Linked DNA regions of Mus musculus: region 1 is linked to region 2. The links are chromatin contacts, called in public HiChIP or PLAC-seq maps. All regions are on one chromosome and are shown on one strand. Each heading gives the region's core, a stretch centred on a gene start, on an enhancer-like site or on the middle of the called end of the contact. The rest is flanking DNA. Distances are from core to core; before and after follow the strand shown.

Region 1 (3,869 bases), core at 1,269-3,768, 150 kb before region 2:
ATGGGAATGGCAAAGCCCTTCCTTGTCGAACAATACACAGTCACTCAGGACACCACTGGCTTCCTTCAAGCTTTGTCTCTGGAGTAGACATTAATGTTGGGGATCCTTTCTTATCTTTCAAAAGCAGGCATTTAGACAAGTGTTGTGCTGCTATGCTTCACCCTCAGAGACAATTTAAGTAACAGGTAGCACACTGCACCCCAGAGGCAATTTACATAACAGACTACGCGGTGCGCTAGGAAAACACCTTAGTCTCATGCTGATTATGTTATTTTATTTTAAAAATTTTAAATGGTTTATTTAATTTAATTTATGTGTAACTGTGTCTGTGTGTGTGTGTGTGTGTGTGTGTGTGTGTGTGTGTGAGCATATGCATTTCGATAGCCATAGAGGCCAAAACCCTTGGATATCCTGTAGCTGGAGTTATAGGCACATGAGAACTGTTCAATAGAGATACTTGGGAGTCTAAATCTCTTAAGATCAGAAACCACTCTAAATGACTAGGCCATCTCTCCAGTCCCCCAGTAGATTAGGGTTTTGTTTTTACTTTGTTTTAAGACAGGGTCTCACTGTGTAGCACTGACTGGCCTGGGACTCACAATGTGGACCAGGCTAGCCTTGCCTCTGCTTCCCAAGTGCTGGGATTAAAGATTTGTACCACCATGTCAAGCTCTGGGTACCCGCCATCTTTCTATTTTTACCTTGTTTGTGAAACAATTTGACTATGCAATGAACAGCATGAAGATATGTCTGAAAACAAACATTAATATCAAGCATGAGATTTTTAGAAGACATAGTCCAGCAATTGTGCAAATTGTCCCTTATTTTTATGTTTGGAGTTGGTGTGTGCATACATATGTGTAGTTTCATGTGGATGTCTGTGTCCAAGCGTGTGCACGGCTGTGTGCTCCGGCCAGAGGTTGGTGTCAGGTGTCATTCTTCATCTTTCTCCACCAACATTTTAAGGACAAAAGTCACTGACTCTAGAGCTTACCGATTATACAGGCTGGTTGGTCACTGAACTCCCGACACCCTCCTGTCGCAGACTCCTCAGTGCTGGGGTTACAGGCCCACCCTACTGAAGCTACCTTTTTCATGTGGCTTCTGGGGAAACACACTCAAGTTTTTATGCTTGTACAAGTAGGATTTTACTAACAGTTGTATTCCAAAACCCCACAAATTGGCTTTTATTAAGGAAATGGATACCATATATCTACTGACTACAGAACCCTGGAATCTCATCTGTACCACAGTATTAGTGTCATGAGAAAAGGAATTCTAGGATTTCCAAAAAGGAAGGAGCACAGTTAAGTGCCCATGGGATGGAGTCTTATCTCACTAAAGTCTTCAGGGGGACTGCCCAGAATTTGTGACCCAGAGAGTTTTTCAAACTGACAAGGAAAAGTTGCTTCTATCATTTTTTTCTGTGGTTTTAGCCTCTGAGGGATAGTTTTGAAGGACATGTAAGATTTGTGCTTGGCACAATCTTGTATATTATTGTTTGATACAGTTTGCTGGCTCTGTGAGTCAGAGGACAATTTTTGAAAGCTGTTTATTACATTTCCAAGGCTGAATAAGTTTCATTGTTAGAATTTGTTTTTCAACAGAGACAACATTTGTGATTCTTTCCTCTTACCTTAGTTGTTTATTATTTAATATTTATAAATTAGTAGACATGTAGCTGACAATATGCTAGTGCCATATAGACTTTATTATCTACCCAGACAATGGTTTAATTACACCATTAAAGTCAGTATAATGCAGCTTTTCTAGTTGTGTCTTCATTTAAATTAAATGTTACTTTTCATTTAATCATTTTCCAGTTTATATGGGAGTATACCTAGTTTACTTACCATGGAAGAGACACAATGTTGATTTGGTAATGTATAATTTGATTTTCCGATAGCTGCATGGCTACCCATGATGACACCCAATTTCCCTATTTTCTGTAATGAAGTGTGACCCTTTGATGCAATTATGGCAAAGTAATGTAGCTGGCAAAAGTTCTAACATTTCAGAAACCATATACAACTCAAAGGAAGTGGTGTATCTCCTTTAAAACTTTCTCCTCCTGGAGATTGGAATATAGGTTAAAATGATTAGGATTAAATCAAGCATCTTAAACAACCTCAAACTCTGTGAAGGATGACAGAAAAGCAAAACAATGGAAACCAGGACCTTAAAGGCCACCAACTTCCTTGCATCACACACCTTTGGAGTTTATTTACTTGTGCATAGTATCCTTTTTGTTGTTGTTGTTGAGTTTAAAACATTTCTATTTTGGGTTTCTTGTTGTAACATAAATGTCTTCTGCTCATAAATTAAATAAAGAAGAATTCATGCCCCTCTGAGAGAAATGATGGTTGGGAAGCTGAATATTTTAAGCCTGAGAATTTTTAAATTATGAGGCTGCATGAAGTTTCTTATATAACGCCTTCCGTTGTAGAGAGTTCTCTAGATGTGAGCTCACTTGATCTTTATGGCAAAGCTTGTAAAGAAACCAGGAAAAGTACTTATGACCTCATTTTAGGGACAAGAGAACTGTGAGTCAGAAGAGTTATCACATGCCTGAAATACGGATCCGATTAATCACCTCCACAGCTTCAATCTAGGCCACCCCTGGTGCAGAGGTTTCCCCAGGGTAATTCTTGCTTGACAGAGTGTCCTTTCTAAGGTAATCAGTGGCCATGAGGGGTTAAAAGCAACCCCACATATCTGTTGTTGCAGCTCAAGTTTAAATGTAAATCACAAATTAAGAAGGACTTTAAATCTTTTTGGAGGCAACTAAGAAAAGAAGTTTGAATCTGGGGGTTAGGGGTTTGATCCTGAGTCTGTTCAAACTCAACTTCTTAACCAGTGAATGAAAAGGGAAAGAAAAAAAATTATGTCTGTGGAATTTTCTCACATCCAGCATGGATATCCTCTGATAGGTCACTAGAATCTGCTTCCTATTTTGAGGGAACTCATAAAAAATCTAGAAAGAAAATTCAATCTAGCTATACCACTCAGACATGTAGAAGTAGTCTATATCCTACTATAAAGATCTGGGTACCCGCCATCATTAATGCTCACTGCCATTCTACTGATAATGGCCAGGAAATAGGAACAAGCTAGCTATCCATTAACCAGTGAATACATAACAAAATGTGTGGTGTTTTTATACAATGGGGTATTATTCATCCACTAAGAACAACAAAATTATAAAATTCACAAGTAGAATGGAATCAATTCTCAGCAAGGTGAGTCAGGCTCAGAAAGAGATGTTAGCTTTGAATCTTCAGAGATGTGTGTTTCATTCGAAATATCCATACAGGTCAAGGACTTATTAAGGGTCTGTGGGAGATCACTTTCAAGGGAGGAGATATAAAAGTCAGTGGTATAAAGGCTTGAAAGGAAATAGTGGAGCAGGAAGGGTTAAATAGCGGTATGGGATGGAGGACAGGGTTGAAGGAAGAATATGGGGAGGGATTGATAGCACTCAGTCATATGGAATTATATGAGGTCACATAGAACCCCCCCCCAAACATCACCCGTTATTGCCAAAAGCTCTTGTTTAACCTCTATACATGATGGTAAGATCCTATTGCTGAACAAAGCACAAACTTGAGTTATAAAACATGGAGAAATCAAGCTGGCACTGATCTCAAAGCTTCATCCCTACTGGCTAGCTTTCATAGTTCTGGTAGGTACTATGCATGCGAGCAGAAGAGAAGAGAGAAGAGAGAAGTAATCATCAGGTTTGCCAAGCTATGAACTGAGACTGCAATAATAATAACTGGATTGGAAAGACATGCCCACTGGTATAATAATGGCATGGAGACTGTGAGAGTAACTAACCACTTTTTGATTGGATTTAAGCCCTGCTCATC
Region 2 (3,948 bases), core at 662-3,161:
TACTCAGCATTTCCACCAGCAGAAAATGATGGAAATTTCCTAAAGGAAAATGTCTTTTATGAACAGAAAAGACCAAAGTAAATATCAATGTTGAGACATTGCCTGAATTCTTTGCCTGAAGTTATTCCATTTTGTGTAAAACCGTATTTTATTCCCCCAAATTGTTTTGTCCTGAGAAACTTCATTATACAAGCAGTCTTTGAGTCCATTTTGAAGGAAGAGAAAGATTATACTGGTCAACTAACACCATTTGTCCAGGACCATCCATGCAACAGAGACTAATGAATAGCTTATTCCTGGCAGTAGAAATTCCACCACCCTATAAATTTCTCAAACTAAATTGAGTGGTTCTCAACCTTCCTGGTGCTGCAACATTTTAATAAATAAAATTCCTTGTGTTATAGTACCCCCCAACCATAAAACTGTTTTCGCTACTATTTCATAACTGTAATTTTGCTACTTTTATGAATAGTAATGTAAAACTCTGTTATGTGGGATGGTCTTAGGCAACCCCTGTGAAAGGGTCATTCAACCTGCCCAAACAGGGCACTACCCACGGGTTGAGAAATATTGCTATAGGGGTATGTGGGTATATTAAAGTTATATTTAATAAACAGGTCCAGGAACTTACTGAACAGGACAGACCAAAGAATGAGTGCAACCCTCTCACTTGGGCTCATAAACTGATAGTCGTTGTTATCTAACACCCAATGTGCATGTCATAGACTAAATTTCTGACTGTCACTGACATTCTACTTGATCGAGGCTGTGGATCATGACAATTGAACTGCTGTCTAACTATGCACCTGCTAGTTCCTCTGAACCTGAACCTGCCATTCCTGCTCTGGATTTTATCCCGCCTTTTTGTCTCTGCAGCTGGCTGCATTTTTGCTCTCAATCCTGACTCTTGCAAGACCTGATTCTATAGCAGTAGCTACTTCTTTTGGTTGGTTTGGGCTCATTATCTTATCTATTTGCACTTCTGTCAGGCCAATCCTCTTGAACTCTGATATGGCCTCTTGAACTTGTATTCATTTTACACACACACACACACACACACACACACACACATACACACACACACACACATTAAATTGGGATAAAGGAACTTGCATTTGGCTCACCAGATTACCAAGGTAGACAAATGCTCAATTTAGCCTATGGAATACATCTCACATTTAAATGCAATATTCATGCAATCATTTTCACATTGAAATATGTGAATGTGGACAATCTGATTCTGTGTTTCTTGGCAATAGTCACTCCCGTTGCTGTCTGACAATGATCTCGTTAATTTTGAGATGAGAGCTGTGTTTTGGACCAACGGATAAATATCTACCCACCATAGTGCAGTAGTGGGGACCTTCTTATGAATTAGAACTTTACCAGTTCTTAATGACTTTCAATTCAGTCATATATTTTCTTAGGTTGGAAAATTTCTTATAAATTCCAAAATATAATTTCATGCTGCTTCAAGAAACCTTTGAAAATATGAATGTTGAAATAGTCCTCATTGTTATAAGATCATAACATACATAATTTTATGTGTAAAGGTATTTAGTCTTCATGTATGCCTATGTCCCATGCAAGTGCCTGGTGCCCACTGAGGCCAGAAGAGGGCATTAGATCCCTGAGACTGGAGTCACAGAGAGGTAATTTTAGTAGTCAGGTGTTCCCTATGAAGGAACAGCCAGCACTCTTAACCTGAGTTGCCTTTCCATATATATACATATATATTCTAATTTGACCATAAAGTCTGAAGATAACTGTTTATCAAGCCTTCTAGGAATGTTTCTGTCATTTATGCTTGACATTCAAAACTTTTAAAGAGCTTTCTGCAAACTCTTCAAAGTGATGGGGTGAGGAAACACTGTCTTTTATACATCCTCTTGAATCTCAGGAGAGGAGCAAAAATGGTTTTAAGAAACAAGCCAGAAAAGATATGTCTTCTATAATCTTACAAACCACGGACTATCAATGATGGGTGATGTACAGTCTGTAGTTCTCCACAGGAATGTCTGTAAACAATTGAGAATGTTAGAATATAGAGGCCTGGAGCCACCAAAACAACAGAACAGCATGAGCTAATGGCTCCATTCAAAGAAATTGTCACTTCCCTCTTCTCTTGTTCATTAGTCACTGCCACTCCCAGGGTTTGCCAGTTTCCTGTTTTTCTCTAAGCAAACACCCTTCAAGGCATAAAAAGGAGGGTGGGTGACTAATTAGTGTGTCAAGGGGAACTAGAAGGTATATTGAGAATTCAGAATCTCATTTTCCTTTTCTCCCCTTAGAATTGATTTTACTGTCACCACTTGAAAAAAATAACAAATGGATGTGCTTCTATTATTTGATGGAGATAAAGCACTTTTTCTTTGCCAAATATAATTCCTGGCACATTCTATTGACCAAATATTTATTTGGGTTCTAAAATTATAAACTATTCTGAATAAGTGTTAAATAGTCTCATTCATTGTCACTATGAAACAGATTAGTTCTTATTTCCTTATATATGCAATTAAGGTAAATTTAAATGTAGCAAGCTAAAATGTACATAATCAGATTAGAGTGCCTGCCAGAAAGGTAATGATTTTTTTTTTTAAGACTGTGCATCATGGGAGAAGACTTTGTAACCTGCCATTAAAGGCATCCTATTTATATAGCTTATTTAGTTGTTGATTGAATCAGAGATGAAAGTTGGTTGCTTTGTCTTTTACTCTATCTCCAGACTTTGCTCTAGGCTGAAGTCTTTGATAGTGTGTTTTGTGGGTGTTGACAAGGTAACTCTCAGTGTTGTTTCTGAGGAAGGGAGTAGACAGGTATCAGCTTTCTCTAATGAGACATGGGTTAAATTTGATTCCTTTCTATTTTTACCTTGCTTTGGTTGATAGCTACACCCTTCCAGGCTCTGCCTTGGTGATATGGAATAGTTAGTTACTCTTGCCGGGGCCATCATTAATCTGAATGCTCAGTATTGATTATGTGATGCTAGCCCTACACCACAGGGTTGTTACTTTGTTGGCTTGGCTAGTTTGCTATTCTTTTCTCCTGTCCTGTTCCCAGAGTGATCAATTTCTGTTACAAGCCTGCTAGTTCTCAACAAGAGTCTGTTCTAATATACATTGTTACGAAGAGATTGATTCCTTCCAACGTCCTTCCTCTGGAATGGTACTTTGATCTTATTTTATTTTTCTACTCTAGCAATTGGTGGCAAATAATTCCCGTTTTTGTATTTTCTTCCAGCAAGTTTTCTTGCAGAAAGCTCTTTTAATGGGAAAATAGAAATAAATAAGAGAAATAGGAAAATTATAAAGAAACTGTTAACTCATCTAAAGCCTAGATGACCTAGAATGTAAGACTGTCAAGATCTCCTAGATTTTGTAGTCTTACAACCTGGTCAGTTTTTGCTTCTAAAGATTTTAATCATAGTTCTCCCTAGTTGTGCTCAAACCCTAAGAGTAATAAATAACTTGAAGAATGTCTGTTGTACTTTCTATTGGGTTTTAGGAAGGGAGAAGAGAAACAGAAGATTCATGGGAAGGGTCTTGAGTCAAAGCCATCCTACAGGTAAGAGACTTATTTATATCTCTGCAATCAGTACAATGAAGGTCCTACACAAGATACTTCAGCCCTGGTAGACACATGGCCTCAGAAGGCATTTTTCCAGATGCTGTAAAAGCTGCCCCCTGCCTCAGCCCTGAGCTCCCCGGGGCTGCACTTCCCCAGGCTCCAGATAGCCATGAAAACTAAACCATGGAGAGTGGGTGTGAGTGATAAAGAACAACTCATGTCCACTGCCTAAGCCCATGGTGGGGCAACGCCATGAACCGTGCTAGGCAACAGCCCTAGATAACTATGAAAACCAGGCCATAGAGAGTGTGTGTAGTGACAAAGAAGCACTTAAAGTAATGTGTGGACCGCCCGAGTTGTAAGTGGCTGACTTTAGCTTAA

The links. HiChIP or PLAC-seq counts read pairs in DNA pulled down with a chosen protein or histone mark.
Region 1: an HNF4G HiChIP or PLAC-seq map of pancreatic cancer cells shows a contact between it and region 2. The contact joins two enhancer-like sites. A contact is called at or near these places in 2 of 484 Hi-C or Micro-C datasets (muscle stem cells and pancreatic cancer cells) and 1 of 115 datasets of contacts at active chromatin or transcription factors (pancreatic cancer cells).

Annotation. Positions count from the first base shown.
Region 1 is chr10:12,179,825-12,183,693 of GRCm38.p6, reverse strand. No RefSeq gene overlaps it. Among named protein-coding and RNA genes, the nearest start is that of Gm40601, 120 kb to the right of the region's middle. Within about 2 kb of position 2,518, at least 21 of the 459 cell types and tissues checked have an H3K27ac peak or open chromatin away from gene starts, as enhancers often do. A contact at or near this core is called in pancreatic cancer cells, where this site is marked.
Region 2 is chr10:12,033,549-12,037,496 of GRCm38.p6, reverse strand. No RefSeq gene overlaps it. Among named protein-coding and RNA genes, the nearest start is that of Gm40601, 23 kb to the left of the region's middle. Within about 2 kb of position 1,911, at least 18 of the 459 cell types and tissues checked have an H3K27ac peak or open chromatin away from gene starts, as enhancers often do. A contact at or near this core is called in pancreatic cancer cells, where this site is marked.